2 separate regions of the Sus scrofa genome follow, and region 2 is linked to region 1. The links are chromatin contacts, called in public HiChIP or PLAC-seq maps. All regions are on one chromosome and are shown on one strand. Each heading gives the region's core, a stretch centred on a gene start, on an enhancer-like site or on the middle of the called end of the contact. The rest is flanking DNA. Distances are from core to core; before and after follow the strand shown. Region 1 has its middle 33 kb from the start of C3H16orf72. Region 2 has its middle 31 kb from the start of USP7.

Region 1 (7,729 bases), core at 1,855-4,354:
TTTGTCACGTTAGCCTGTGACACAGAAGGGTTTTTGAGAGTCCAACACAAATTTCGTGGCCCTTGGCAAAACTGAGACATTTCACTGATGCTGTTCCAAATTTCTTTTCTTTTTTTATGGCCGCACCCACAGTGTGTAGACGTTCCTGGGCCAGGGGTTGAATCCTAGCTGCAGCTGCGAACTGTGCCATAACAGCGGCAACACTGGATACTCAACCTTAATCTACTGTGCTGGGCTGGGAACGAACCTGCGCTGCCACAGAGACAACGCTGGATCCTTAACCTGCTGTGCCATAGCGGGAACTCTGCTACTCCAAATTTCTTAGTCCCTAATTTTGCTTGTATTGAGTTAATGCTTCAAAATTTGAAATTGCCAAAATCCAGCCACACATCAGCTTATAGTATGTGCACATCTTTCTACATCAGAACATAGACATGATGGTGACATTTTAGGACTGAATAGGATTCTGTTGTGTCTGAGCCTTTATGGGGTTCCAGTTTTCTATAGTTTGTAACAGTGAACAGTCTAGGGTTGGGTTTTTTTTTTTTTTTTTTTTTTTTAGGTTTCCCTAGGATAAATTTCTGCAGGGGAAATGGCTGGTTCAAAGGAATTCACATATTTAAAATATTGAACGGTCCTATCAAAGTAGGAGGATCAGTTAATAGTTGCATCACCATGGTGATGAGAGTGACTTTTCTCCCTACATCTTAGCCGGTGTTGCGTATCTACTACTAGTGGACAGAAAAGATCTTACAGTGTTCACTTACCTTCTGCCCCCTTGTATGAAAGAAGAATCTTTGCTTGAAATTATGTGGATTTGAATGCTGACTTCACCATTTACTAGGTATGAGAACCTGGGTAAGTTTCTCTCTCTGGGTTCTGTTTCATCATCTCTGAAATAGAAAAAAAAAAAAGAACAATGCGAAGTTTAGTGCCTTGAATTCTGTGAGTAGACTTACGTCTACTGTTTGAATCTGCTTCTCATCAGAGGAGTCCTTAAGTCTGGAATATCAACGCTAAATAATTCTGATAGCTTTTTCTTTTTTTAAATGTGCCATTGAAGAGATTAACACTCATGCATTTTTGTGAAGAAAATTAAAATGTCAGACATTTCACCTTAAAGACCCTTTCAACTTGTCCTCTTTCACCCCTCCCCAAAGGTAAAAACTGAAACGTTTTGGAGCGTAACCTTCCCAACACTTTGCTTAGTCCTTTGTGGATGTAACCACTAAGCTGTGCTGCTGGTTGACTGACAGGTGGCTGCGTGAGAGTTCAGTGTTTTATGAGACCGTAACATGGAAGCCCCGGTCTTGCAAACGGATCGAGGGCCGGTATCAAGCACTTGGTGAAGCTTGTAGTCTGAGAAATGATCAGTTTTTAGGACAAAAGCTTGTCCACAGGTGGGTGAGATGTTGTTTTCCAGAGTGAAGCCAGCGCCTACCGGTGATGCCACAGGACAGCAAGTACAGGGGATCATCCTTAATGCTGGAATTGGGGGAGCCAGGCCCCCCGAACCCAAGGGCAGGCGACGCTGGGCCGACGTGTTTGCTCTGCATTTGGTTGCGGCACAGCCGTACATGGTAGCTGTGCTGGTCCTTTGCTGCAGGTCTGCTGGATGTGCGCTCTGAGCGGCCTGAAGTCCCATCATTCGTGGGACCGCCTTTGAGAGCTCTAGGAATCCTGGGCTCCATCCAGCTGCAACAACTAGCATGCTCAGCAGGCTGAAAACGGTTAAGCAGCCTGACGGAGAAGAAGGAAGGGTTTGGGGATGCTGGGGGCAGCTTTCCACTCCTGGTTTCCCTGGGCCGATTCAGCCCCTGGGCGCCCCGTGGACTAATAGTCCGGAGATCTTTCTCCATAAATCTACCAAGGTATGTGCTATTGTACCGTCGAGACTTGAGGAAGACATTAAGGCCCACCATTGGTCGGTCTTAGGGGTGATGGTGGTGCTGGGCTGAAATTCCTGGGGGAGTGGGGGACGCTTTCCAAACCATGGAGAAGGCTGTTTATACTCTTTTCACCCATTTCTTCTACTTTGGGTGTCATGGCCACAAAGTGAATTTCAAGGTGTATCTAGAAATTTGTAACTACCACGCAGTTACAGTTGGGGGCTTCTTAGGTTAACAGAACTGCGTTTGCTTACACAATTATATTCGGTACACGAAGGCTTGTCTCTTGCCCATCTGTCTCTGTTTCTCAAGTGTTTCGGACTGTGACTGACAATAAGAAATGCCTTTCCCATCAAGACCTAGTGTGGACACATACACACAGACCCACACACCACTGCAACAACTTGTAGAAAGTTCTTAGCTCTCCGAGGGTGGTGCACTCCACTTTTCGGTTTCTTGCCATTTCTCTGAACAGGATGCTATGTGAACTACTGCGTGCTTTCCCATCCAGTTTGAGTGCCCAGCTCTGGACGTCAGCACCAGGCACAAAGGGTAGGAAAGCTGGACATTTCTTGAATGAGTAGGTGTAAAGTAGCTTGCAGTTTTCTAGGTTTTCATGAAAAGTCTTCACTCTTTTTTTTGTGAGCCTTCACAGTCTTCCAAGAACCAGCTGGTTAAGAGCAGGACTTGGTGAGTGAGGTGAGCCCTCCCTCAGGTCCGGGAAGAGGTGAAGATGCCTTGGACGACAGCTGGCACGTGGTAAGCACACACAGGAGCCCAGAAATAGTAACCGCCATCGTCCCTCTGGATAAAATCCCCATTTTGGGGCGTGAGCAGGATCTCTTCTGGGTTCTACACTCGCCTCCAGCAAAGTCCTTTCCTTATGTTCACTCTTCCCCCCCAGTTCCATGGTCCTCGCCCTGCTTGCACATAGTAGAATCAGCCGTGGTCAAGTGTACCCCAGACCAACTAGCTGGGGCCTCCTTGGGGGTGGCACCTAGGCAGCAGCATTTTTCAAACTTCTGCAGTCAGAACCATTGTCTGAGGACCTCTGGTTCATTCAGCCAAGAGTGCAGAGGGGAATGTGGCCTGGCCCTTTCTGGATTGTTGACTGGGCAGGTGGCCAGTGGCACTGGGCTTCTCAGGGCCAGCCCTGAGGCTGAGGGCAGCTGTCAGAGGACTCCACCCCTCCCCTCCCCTTGGCTGCCTGCCCAGCCACCTTCAGTCCCTCAGGCTTTGAGGAAGTCTGGACACCACCAGTCTGTTCCTCTGGGGAGGCTGTCTTACTGGGCTTGGCGGAAGGAAGTTTATACTCACAAGGTCCCAGGGCGCTGGGAATCCTGGCCCACCAGGAGTGACCAAGCAGCTGTGTCCCGGGAGGTGGCTCTCCTGCACCTGGCAGGGCTGTGTCACCTTGGGAGAGGTTTAAAAATACAGGTTCCTGGAGTTCTCGATGTGGCTCAGTGGTTAGTGAATCCGACTAGGCACCATAAGGTTGAAGGTTCAATTCTTGGCCTTGCTTAGTGGGTTAAGGATCCGGTGTTGCCATGAGCTGTGGTGTGGGGTCGCAGACACAGCTCGGATCCCGAGTTGCTGTGGCTGTGGTGTAGGCCAGCAGCTACAGCTCTGAGTGGACCCCTAGCCTGGGAACCTCCATATGCCGCGGGAAGCAGCCCTAGAAAAGACACACACACACACACACACACACCGCACACACATACACACACACATTCATCCTGAGTTCGCTCAGTGGGTTAAGGATCCCACAGTGCCGTGAGCTGTGGTGTGGTCGCTGTGGCTGTGGCGAAGGATCGCAGCTATTGCTCTGATTCAACCTCTAGCCTGGGAACTTCCACAAGCCTCGGGTGCACCCTAGAAAAAACAAACCAAAAATCAAAACAGGTTCCTGAACGACCCACCTCCACACTGAATCCAAAGGTCTCGGGTGGGGATTCTGTTTCTCTTTGTAAAGAAGGTAAATTAAAGGATAAAGTAAAAGTGGATCCTAAGTGCTACTACCTGGTTAGCTCTGTTTAGTTTGTTTTTGTTTTTGGCCACACTGGCATGTGGAAGTTCCCTGGGCCAGGGTTGAACCTGCACTGCAGCAGTGATAATGCTGGGTCCTTAACCTGCTAGACCACGAGAGAACTCCACCTCAGTGTACATTGTACATCCATAATACGTGCACTTAGAAAAATAGTACGAAAAAGTTCAAGGTGAAATGTCTCCTGGATGTCATCCTGTGTGTAGTTGAGCCTGGAGTTGTGTGGCCTGCGACCATGAGGGAAGCAGGGCCAAGGCTGATGAAAACAGCAGAAAACAAAGGACTCTGGTCCCCGAGCAATGCCAGCCATTGCATTAACTCAGTTTGGAAGAGCATTCCAGAAAATGAGGGTGGAGTGCACCTCCTCCCATCCCTGCAGACCCTAAGCCTCCCTACCTCATCCAGAGTGACTGGGTGCACATGAAAAAGAATTGCTACGCATGTACTTGAATATATGTGTTCTCGAGAAACTATATAAAAGGTCACAAGCGCTTTCAACTGCATTTTTGTTTTCAGTTAAAATAGGTTAGAGCTCTTCCCTCACCCGCCCCTACAGATGTGGACCTTGTGTTAGTCATGAATATTGCAACGAAAAGCTCCTCGTAGGCAGGTCCGCCAGCTGCACTTTCCGGATGAGGAAGAGTGAGACTTGGGTGGCCGCTGCCCGGCGCGTGTGCGGGGCGCCTGGAACCTCGTGGCCAGTCACCCACTCACCCACCCAGGCCTCGGTTTCCCGCTGGTGAGGGGCTTGTTGGTGAGGGCGGGATGAGGCGGTGCCGCACGGGAAGGGGCCCTGGCTTCCAGTGAGCACCAAGCGCCTCATCCCGGCTGCTGCGAGGCCGCAGGGCCGCCGAGGCCCCCAGGCCAGAGGGGGCGCTCTGGGGAGGAGGGGTCGGCGAGGGACCACCACGGAGGGAAGGGGTGGGCTGTGCCCAGCGGCGCCGCCTGGGACCCGACGTGCGGGAGACGGAGCTGCGCAGTGAACCCCGCTTTAAACCCGCTCGCTAGGCCCCGCGCAGCGGGCGCGCCTCCAGCTCAGGAAGCCCGAGCGCCGACAGGGTAGGCGGCCAGCGCGTCCCCGCTGGGGCTTGTTTCCTCCTCACAGGGGCTTACGCCGCCGGGGGTGGGGGCCTCAAGGCTCAGGGGGGTCGTTTCCAGGCTCTGGGCCGCGAGCCGGCTCTGTCCCAGGCTAGGGAGGACCAGGGCCCGAGGCCGCAGTGCTGTCACCCGCGCTGGCGTTCTCCGAAGGTGGCGGCCTGGGCGTCCCCTTCCTGGGCATGACCTAGCAGGTCGTACCGGGCGGGGTGTGGGGGTGGTCACCGCACTGGACCCTTCCCCAGAGGCCCATCCTTATGAGCTTTTGCTCCAGGTCTTAGGGGTGCTGGATTTTGATTTCCTCCCTTTGACCCATTGGTGGCGAAGGCCGCCCCTTTATTCTTCCTGGTTTGTGTTCACTCAGCTCAGCGGCCCTTCCCCACCATCCTCTCAAGCCCTTGTTCTCATCCGGTGGTCATTTCATTTACTGGTTTACTTTTGAGCTGCGTCTGCCTTTCCTGGACTGTGTCGTGGGCCCTTTACCTGTCACTGTGCCTGCCACCGAGCAGACATCCGGGAGGAAATACTTGTTGATAGGATGAGGGGATCCCCATTTGACAGATAAGACAGAGGCACCAGAAGCTTCAGGTGGTGCCTCAGCCAGGATCTGAACCCACATCTGTCTGCTTCCGCCCTGTGTAGAAGGCGCCTGAGCATTCCACGTCCAGGTGGATCAAATTCACTAGGATTGGGACCATGGGCAGATTACCTTAACTGGAGCCTCAGTGTCCTCTTGCAGAGTGGGGATGGCCTGGGTTAACTACCGCCCAGGAATATGAGCGTGTAGATTACCTGACGCTTTCATTTTGGGGGCCTGGATGGGGACTGAAAGATCCCTGTGTGATCTGGTCAACTTGGATGAACTTGGATTGAGTTTGAGAACGTCTCTCAGTTGCATACTATTAGTGACGCAAGCAGATACTGGTGTTCCTTCACCCAAGAGCCATGCACCTGGCAAAGGCCTGACCCTCCCAAAGGCCTGACCCCTGTAGGGACCCAGCATTGGCCTTGAGCCTGTCCCTTAGGCTGGGAGTCCCACATTCTCCGGTGGCGACTCACTTCCTGTTTCGGCCTGGAATTTGGATGACAGAGAAACAGCACTGTGTCAGCTCCATGGAAAAGGCTGGGTCTGCCCACCAGAGCCTTAAAGGGACAGCCCTTCTAGGGCAGGGCTTGTCCTGGGGATTCCTGGTGGTGAGTGGGGTGCTGATGCATGGGGCCAGAGATCGGGAGTCAGGATTTGAGAGCCCGGGGGCGGTGGGGGGGGGGTGTCTGCTGCCAGATCCCATGGGCCTCTTTTCCTCTAAAGACTCTCTTCCACCCTCTTCCACCTCCCAGTGCCCAATCCAGTTGTTGGGCCATTGTGGAAGGACCTGCTCTGCCAGGACTTCACTCCTTAATCCTGTTGAGCTCGGTGCTTGGTCTGGGCCTCTGCTATTAAACTGGGTAACGGTACCCTACGCTGACTGTGAAAATTCCATGAAGTCCTGTTCGTCCAAGGTGGTACACTCAGATGCTGATGGGGTCAGATCCATGAGTGAAGCTGTCATGCCTGTGACGAAGGTGAATTGCAGGGTGCACAGCTGCTTAAGGAAGCTTTAGTTCAACACATGCTGGTGGCCCAATTAAGCACCTTCTGTAGGTCAGGGCTCCTGGGACGATGGGTGGATGCCTTTCCAAGCTCCTTTAAGAACGGCTATTCAGCTTTCTGGGGCTCATCTTGCCCACCTTTAAAATGGGTCCTCAGTTCCCGTCATGGCTCAGTGGAAACAAATCTGACCGGCATCACAAGGACGAAGGTTCGATCCCTTGCCTCGCTCAGTGGGTCATGGATCCGGCATTGCCATGAGCTGTGGTGCAGGTGGCAGACGCGGCTCAGATCTGATGTTGCTGTGGCTGTGGTGTAGACCAGCAGCTACAGCTCCGATTTAACACCCTAGCCTGGGCACCTCCATATGCCGTGGGTGCGGCCCTAAAAAGCAATAAATAAATAAGTAAATAAAATGGGCCCTCTCACCAGTCCTGGATTTGGGGTCTGGCTTGAGACACTCGGGACTCTGTGACCTGTGATGTGCAGTTACTTATTCTCAGGGTTTGGCTCCTGCTCTCTGACCCCCCAACTCCCTCCCATTCCCAGACTGTACCACCCCGGTTCTGGTGGTGCCTTAGGGCTGCCCTCCAGGGCTTTGTCTCAGAAGCCCTTCCTAGGCCCCAGCTATGGCTGTCATCCTTCTGTTAGCTTTCGGCAGGAGACATGGCTGTGGGCAGAGCAGGCTTGGGCTTCTCTGAGTGCAGCAGGGTGGGCCAAAACAAACAGGAAGTCCACCAGTCCTGCAGGAATTTGTGTTATGGCCACAGGGAGATGAAGGGCTAGTCATACTGATAACCCCATTTCTCTTGGGTGTTTTACATGCATATCCCATGGCAAGGTTGCTGCAACCCCTAAGGCATGTGTCTGTGTCTGTGTTGCCATGGGAGAAGCTGCTGCTCAGAAAGGTTGAGTGACTTGTCTGAGGATACCCAGCTGGGACTCAAATTTGGAATTTTCTCTCTCTCAAGTCTAGACTCTCTCCTCCTGTGTTACTTTCTTTACCTGGTCAAGATACAATCCATGTTTTCATGGAGTTTGTAGGGAGTTCCCGATGTGGCTTAGAGGGTTTAGAACCCGACATGGTGTTGATGAGGATGATGTGGGTTCGAT
Region 2 (7,729 bases), core at 1,605-4,104, 100 kb before region 1:
GCTGTGGCTGTGCTGTAGGCCGGCGGCTGTAGCTCTGATTGGACCCCTCTCCTGGGAACCTTCATATGCCGCAGGTGCAGCCCTAGAAAAGACAAAAAAAGACCAAAAATAAAAGGTTTAAGAAATCAGAGTGGAGATTCTCGCCATCAGAAAACTTCCTATCGGCTATATTTTCAGGACTAAACTGGTTGCCAGCACTGTTCTTAAATCTGAGTCTCCTTTTCTTCCCCTGCTGAGCGTATACGCTGTCTCCATTCACATCCCAAACATCACTGAGTGCCTCCTGTGTCCAGGACGCTGCCCTGTGAAACAAAGTCAGAGTTCCCAGAAATTAACCACCAGCTCTGGAGTACAACTCCTCTAAAAAAGGGAGTAGAATGTTTTCTTAAATAGAAAGAATTTGCACACCTGGTAAAAAAAAAATCAAAATAAGATTTCTTTTTTCCTTTTCTGCCACATCCAAGGCATATGGGAGTTCCCAGGCCAGGGGTCAAATCTGAGCCAGAGCTGCCACCTACTCTGGAGTTGTGGCAACGGTGGATCCTTAACCCATTGCACTGGGCCAAGGATCAAACTGGTGCCCCCACAGAGACAGATCAGATCATTAACCAACCACACCAAGTGGGAACTCCCCAAAATTCCTTTTCTCTTTTTTTTGTCATTTTAGGGTCGAACCTGCAGCATATGGAAGTTCCCAGGCTAGGGGTCTAATTGGAGCTATAGCTGCTAGCCTACACCACAGCCACAGTAACATGGGGTCTGAGCCACGTCTGTGACCTACACCACAGCTCATGGCAACGCCGGATCGTTAACCCACTGAGCAAGGGCAGGGACCGAACCCGCAACCTCATGGTTCCTAGTCGGATTCGTTAACCACTGCGCCACGACGGGAACTCCCAGATTTCCAATTTCTAAAGGAATAAAGGGCTTCCGAGAGTGCGTGTGTGGTTAAGGATGGGGTCTCTACAGACTGACATCTTCGTTGGAATCCTGATCTAGCTGTGGCCCTAGGGGTCGAATCGGAGCTGCAGCTGCCGGCCTACACCACAGCCACAGCAATGTGAGATCTGAGCTTCGTCTGCAACCTACACCACAGCTCACAGCAACGAAGGATCCTTAACCCACTGAGCGAGGCCAGGGATTGAACACACGTCCTCATGGATACTAGTCAGGTTAGTTAACTGCTGAGCCATGAAGGGAACTCCAACACTCTGCATCCTTTTAAAAAGCATTTATTTATTTATTTATTTATTTATTTATTTATTTATTTATTTTAGGGCTGCACCCACGGCATATGGAGGTTCCCAGACTAGGGGTCCAATTGGAGCTACCGCTGCCAGACTACACCACAGCTCACAGCAATGCCGGATCCTTAACCCACTGAGGGAAGCCAGGGATCAAACCCTCAACCTCATGGCTCCTAGTCAGATTCGTTCCTGCTGCACCACGATGGGAACTCCAGAAAGCACTTCTAAAACAGTACTGGAGTTTTCTTAATAAGCATCAATTTACCATCCAGCCTGCCATTCTGCTCCTAGGTATCTGCCCAAAACACATGAAAACACATGGCAATACCAACCTAAGGGTCAACATTTCTAGGGGCATTATTCACAATAGCCCAAAACTGGAAGAACTGAGGCATTCCTCTTTGGCTCCTCAGGTTAAGAACTGACTAATATCCATGAGGACACAGGTTAGATTCCTAGCCTTGCTCAGCTGGGTTAAGGATCTGGTGCTGCCATATAGCTTGCAGATGCATCTCAGATCCCATATGGCTGTGGCTGTGGTGTAGGCTTCAGCTGCAACTCAGATTGAACTCCTAACCCGGGATCTTCCATATGCCACAGATGCGGCTCTAAAAAACAACAAAAGCAAAACAAACCAAAAAAAAAAAAAAAAAAAAAAAAAAAAACCCAAAAACTGAAAGAACTGAATGACCACAGCTCAACAGATAAATAAACCATAGTTTATTGGTATCACTGAATACTATTCAGCCATAAAAAGGAATGAACTACCGACACGTGCTACAATGTGGATGAGCCTAGAAAACATGCTGCTCAGTGAAAGAAGTCAGATGCAAAAGGCCACGTAGTGTAGGATTCCATTCATATGAAATATCCAGAATAAGCAAATGCATCCAGACAGAAAGTGGATTAGTGGTTGCCTGGGCTGGTGGAGCAAAGGGGATTAACTGTAAATGGACCCAAGGGATCCTTTGAGAGGGATGGAAAGGTTCTAAAATTAGATTACAGGGAAGGTGGCAGAAGTGTAAAACATTACTAAAAACATCGGTTTGTACACTTTACTTCTTCCTTTTTTTTTTCTTTTTAGGGCCACACCCCAGGCATAGGGCATGTGGAAACTCCCTGGCTAGGGGTCGAATAAGAGCCGTGTCTGTGACCCACATCACAGCGCATGGCCACACTGGATCCTTAACCCACTGAGAGAGGCCAGGGATCAAACCCACATCCTCATGGATACTAACTGGGTTCATAACTCTGGGCCACAAGGGGAACTCCCGGATTGTACACTTTAAATGGGTTAAGTTTATGCTGTGTAAATTACACCTTAATAAAAGTAAAGAATAAAACATTTTTAATGTTGAGTAAAATCTGCTTCAGCTATAGCCATTCGTTAAATACACAGCTACTTGACTCCCAAGTTTTTTTTTTTTTTTTTTCTTTTTGGCCATGCCCACAGCATGTGGAAGTTTCTGGGCCAGGGACTGAACCCATGTCACAGCAGTGACCGGAACCACAGCAGCAACAATGGCAGATCCTTAACCCACTGAGCCACTGGGGAACTCTGTGAGTACAATGAGGAGCTTACTTCCCATTTACACTTGTTACAACATGTTGGCTCGGAGTTGCCACTGTGGTGCAACCTGTTAATGGTCCGACTTGCCTCTTTGGCCTCCACAGATCCCCTGACCAGCACACTGGGTTAAGGATCTGGCGTTGCTGCAGCTCTAGCTTAGGTTACATTCTAGCTCTGGCTTGGGTTCGATCCCTGGCCTGAGAACTTCCATAGGCCACAGATGCAGCAGAAAAGAAAAAAAAATATTGGCTACATTCCTCGTGATGTACAATACACCCTTGAGCCTGTCTTATACCTGATACTTTGTACCTGTCACCCCCTCACCTTGATATTGCTCCCCCTGCAAAGCTAACCACGTGTTCGTTCTCTATATCTAGGAGCCTGCTTCTTTTTCTTTTTCTTTCTTTTTTTTAGGGCCGCACCTAGACCTCCCACTGGCAGCAGCAAGGAGTCCCAGCAGTCCTCCCACAAGACCCCACCCCCATCCCCACCCCCCACACCCTTACCTGACCTGCAGCCCTCCTCCCCTGCCCTCCCCCAAGTTATTCCTCCCCAGAGACCCCCATGACCCTCTGTATTTCACTTCTCTTGTCTCTTCCCAATGAATGCAGGCTCCTCAAGGCCAAAGACTTTTTTTTGCTTTTTAGGGCCACACCTGTGGCATATGGAAGTTCTTGCCTTAGGGGATGAATCGGAGCTGAAGCTGCCAGGCCACACCAGAGCCATAGCAACGCCAGACCTGAGCTGTGTCTTTGACCTACACCACAGCTCACAGCAACCCCAGATCCTTAACCCACTGAGTGAGGCCAGGGATCAAACCCATATCCTCGTGGGTGCTGGTCGGGTTCACAAGCCGGTGAGCCACTACAGGTTCTCCCAAAGTCAGGGACTTTTGTCTCCACGGTTCCCGCAGCACCCAAACAGGGCCGGGCATCTAGTAGGCCCTCACTCAACAGGCACCCAAACATTGAAAAACAGCCCAATGCCACCTGCAGAGTGAGGATGGGTCGTGGGAGTCTGGGCGGAGGTGCTGGGGCTCGGGCTGCAGACAAACAAACAGGAATGTTCCAGACGTGGTCAGGGGCAGCCACGAAAGGCTGCTGAAGCAGGTTCTGGCCCAGGAGGGGCGGACAGGGTTCCTCCTCAGAGGGGGCAGGGCCCCAGGTCAGTCTGGGTGTGAGAGTCAAGCCGTCTCCACCCAGGAGGCCAAAATTGATCACACCCACCTGAGACCCCTCCTGTCTCCCAGCAGCTCAGAAAGAGCCAGAAGCCAGCCTCCAGGTCTTTCCCTCCTTAATGCAAAGCCTCTGCCCTCTCCTCCCTCTTGGTTTAGCTTCAAGGCTCAGCTCCAATGCCACGTCCTCCTGGAAATGTGGGAGGGGGAGAAACGTGGGCAGGGCTATCCCAATTCTAAGGTAAAACGTGGGCATTCTTTGGAGTCATTCATTCACTCACCGAATTTTTTTTTTTTTTTTTTTTTTTTTTTGTATTTCGGGGCCACACTTGTGGCATATGGAAGTTCTCAGGATAGGCGATCAAGGTGAAGCTGCAGCCGCCGGCCTACATCAGCCACAGCAATGCCAGATCTGAGTGACATCTGCGACCTGCACTTCAGCTTATGACAAGGAAGATCCTTAATCCACTGAGCGGGGCCGGGGATCAAACCCGCACCCTCATGGATACTAGTTGGGTTCTTAACCCACTGAGCCACAAAAGGAACTCCCACCAAGTTGTTTTTAGTCCCTGTTCTGTGCAGGCTTTGGGGAGATGGGGAGGAGGCAGAGCAGGTGGGGCAGACTGGACATTAACTGTTGGAACAAGAAATTATGATTATAATTACTACTATCATGATTTTGGACAGTCGGTATAGAGGTGAGCTGACCTCAGTCAATATCAGAGTCTGCAGGAGATGTTCTGGAAACCCAGGGCGCCCTGCCCAACAGTGTCCCCGTGACAGTGACGGCCACACTCAGGTTCTCCGTGCATGGCTTGGTTCCACCTGCAGAGTAACCTCAGGTTCTAGCGTCCTTATTTCCATTTCTCAGAATCCAAACACTGAGGCACAGGGCAACATCCCCCTAACAGGGAGCAAGGGTGGCGGCCGGAGAAACCAGGGCTGCTGGACGCTTACCTCCTTCTGTCCCTGCTTAGAAGGCACTCCCGGACCACCCTCCCTTTCCCTCAGCCTGCTTTGCTTCTCTTCCTGGCACTTTGAGACGTATCTATTTTTTATCCTTCTCCTCCCTGAGAAAGTAAGGCCAGAGGAAGCTTGCAGATGACTCATGACTCATCCCCGCTGCTGCGCACACCGAAAATAATTGGATTTAGAAAGAGAGGAGTTCAGATGACTTTGATTAGCCCTTTCAAATTATATCAGTTCCAGGAGCTCTCCTGTTTACAGAAATCCTTGCTGGACTTGACTGTTTCACAGGCTCGTTCCTAGGGCCAAGCACTGTGCCCTGCACATAGTAGGTGCTCAGTAAAGACTTGTTGAGAGGGGAGTTCCCGCTGTGCCTCAGTGGGTTGTGAACCCGACTGGTATCCATGAGGATGTGGGTTTGATCCCTGGTTTTGTTTTTTTTTTTGTTTTTTTGGTTTTTTTTGCCTTTTTGCCATTTCTTGGGCCACCGTGACATGTGGAGGTTCCCAGGCTAGGGGTCGAATCGGAGCTGAAGCTCCTGGCCTACGCCAGAGCCACAGCAATGCGGGATCCGAGCCACATGTGCAATCTACACCACAGCTCACAGCAACGCTGGATCCTTAACCCACTGAGCAAGTCCAGGGATTGAACCTACAACCTCATGGTTCCTAGTCGGATTCGTTAGCCACTGAGCCACGACGGGAACTCCTGATCCCTGGTCTTGATCAGTGGGTTAAGGATCCAGCGTTGCTGAGCTGTGGTGTAGGCTGGCAGCTGCAGCTCCAATCCTACACCACAGCCATGGCAACACTGGATCTGAGCCACATCTGCAAACTACACCGCAGCCTTCAGCAACACGGAATCCTTAGCCCACTGATGGAACTTGCATTGTCATGGATATTACACCCCATCATTAACACACTGAGCCACAACGGGAACTCCCTATCTTAACCGTTTTATTTTATTTTTATTTTTTTTGTTTTTTAGGGCCGCACCTGTGGCATATGGAAGTTCCCAGGCTAGGAGGTCAAATCAGAGCTGCAGCTGCCAGCCTATGCCACAGCCACGCCAACGCGGGATCCAAGCCGCATCTGCATCCTACACCACAACTCACAGAAACCCTGGATCCTTAACCCACTGAGGGAGATCAGGGATCGAACACATGTCCTCATGAATACTGGTTGGATTTGTTTCCACTGCACCACAATGGGAATGCCTATCTTAACCAATTTAAAGTGCAGTATTCACAAGTTGCTGGTACTAAGTACATTCACAATGTTGTGCAACCATTTCCACTATCAAACTGTTCCAGAACCTACTGGGATTATACCGTGAACCTAAAGGTTTCACACAAGCTCAGGGATCTGGGAAATGCTTGGAGACCATTCATGAATTATTATGAGGAGTAGTATAAACAATGGCACCAAGAAACACTTATTTCTCATTCACCATATCACAGGCAGTGAGTGCTCTGGGCACCAACACACATTAACTCATTCAATCCTCACCCTGACGCAAGGAGGCATGGGCTCTGTGATCCCCATTTTACAGATGAGGAAACTGAGGCAGGAACAGAGCAGTTCGGTAACTTGCCTGACATCACACAGCAGAACATGGGATTGAACCCAGTTCCAGAATCTGTGCTCTTGACCTCCATGCAATGCCAAGCTCGGGGGAAGCCAGCGTTGTCTGTGTTTTCCCAGAAGCAGGTAAGGAAGGAAAGTTTCCCTGGGAAAAAGTGGGGCAAGGTCTTCCCTCCTGCCAGGTGCCACCTGTAGGGGACACAAGCCTGTTGCTTGCGGGAAAGTGGGGCAGATGCTTGCTCCTTCTGCCCACCTTCTCGTTGATGCTGCTTCTACCATAGCTGGCACCTCCTTAGGCTGGTGACAGGTCAGCCTGCTCAGCGGGGGGCCAGAGGGACCCGCTGTGACTTTGATGGGTTGAACTGCCAGAGTAGAAACCACAAAGCACCCACTTACTCCTGATGTGGGCAAGCCAGAAGCGGATTCAGACTGGGTGCTCAGCTTCCTCCCTGCGTATCTGCCAGCAGGCGGCAGCCTTGCAAGCATGGAAACTGAGCGGGCATGCCCAGTCCCCACCTGCTCCCACCTTATGCTGAGATGCTCATGACATTCCAAACAATCGACTACAAATCCCTTTAAAAAAAATTTTTTTTTTTAGGGTTGCACCCAAAACATATGGAAGTTCCCAGGCCAGGGGTCAAATTAGAGCTATGGCTGTTGACCTACACCATGGCTCACAGCAATGCTGGGTCCTTAACCCGCTGAACGAGGCCAGGGATGGAACACATGTCCTCATGGATACTAGTCAGATTCGTTACCCACTGAGCCACAATGGGAATCCCAGACGGCAACTTTCTTTTCTTTCCTTTTTACTCTTTTTTGGCTACACCCTCGGCCTGCGGAAGTTCCTGGACCAGGGATCAAAGCCCCTGCAGTGGCAAGACCGATCCTTAATCTACTGCACCACACGAGAACTCCAGGACTGCGATTTTCTTCTCCCTCCCGAGGCTCTCTATAAAGAGAGGGCAGTTTTCAATGTAAGAAACACAAAAATGCTTGGGGGGTGTTTCTTTAAAATGCAGATTCCTAGGTCCCACTTTCAGTCAGGCTGGGGCCTGGGCATCTAGAGTTTCCACCAGCCTCCCCGCAAGACACACATAAAATGACTGACAGAGCTCAGGTATGGACAAATGGACAACCCCTAGGGAATACAGTACAGTATTTATTTTCTTTTTGTCTTTTTAGGGCC

Evidence for each region. HiChIP or PLAC-seq counts read pairs in DNA pulled down with a chosen protein or histone mark.
Region 2: an H3K27ac HiChIP or PLAC-seq map of alveolar macrophages shows a contact between it and region 1. The contact joins two enhancer-like sites. A contact is called at or near these places in 6 of 47 Hi-C or Micro-C datasets (embryonic fibroblasts, liver, retroperitoneal adipose tissue and 2 more) and 1 of 2 datasets of contacts at active chromatin or transcription factors (alveolar macrophages).

The regions. Positions count from the first base shown.
Region 1 is chr3:33,618,441-33,626,169 of Sscrofa11.1, reverse strand. No RefSeq gene overlaps it. Among named protein-coding and RNA genes, the nearest start is that of C3H16orf72, 33 kb to the left of the region's middle. Within about 2 kb of position 3,104, at least 31 of the 83 cell types and tissues checked have an H3K27ac peak or open chromatin away from gene starts, as enhancers often do. A contact at or near this core is called in alveolar macrophages, where this site is marked.
Region 2 is chr3:33,719,231-33,726,959 of Sscrofa11.1, reverse strand. No RefSeq gene overlaps it. Among named protein-coding and RNA genes, the nearest start is that of USP7, 31 kb to the left of the region's middle. Within about 2 kb of position 2,854, at least 1 of the 83 cell types and tissues checked has an H3K27ac peak or open chromatin away from gene starts, as enhancers often do. A contact at or near this core is called in alveolar macrophages, where this site is marked.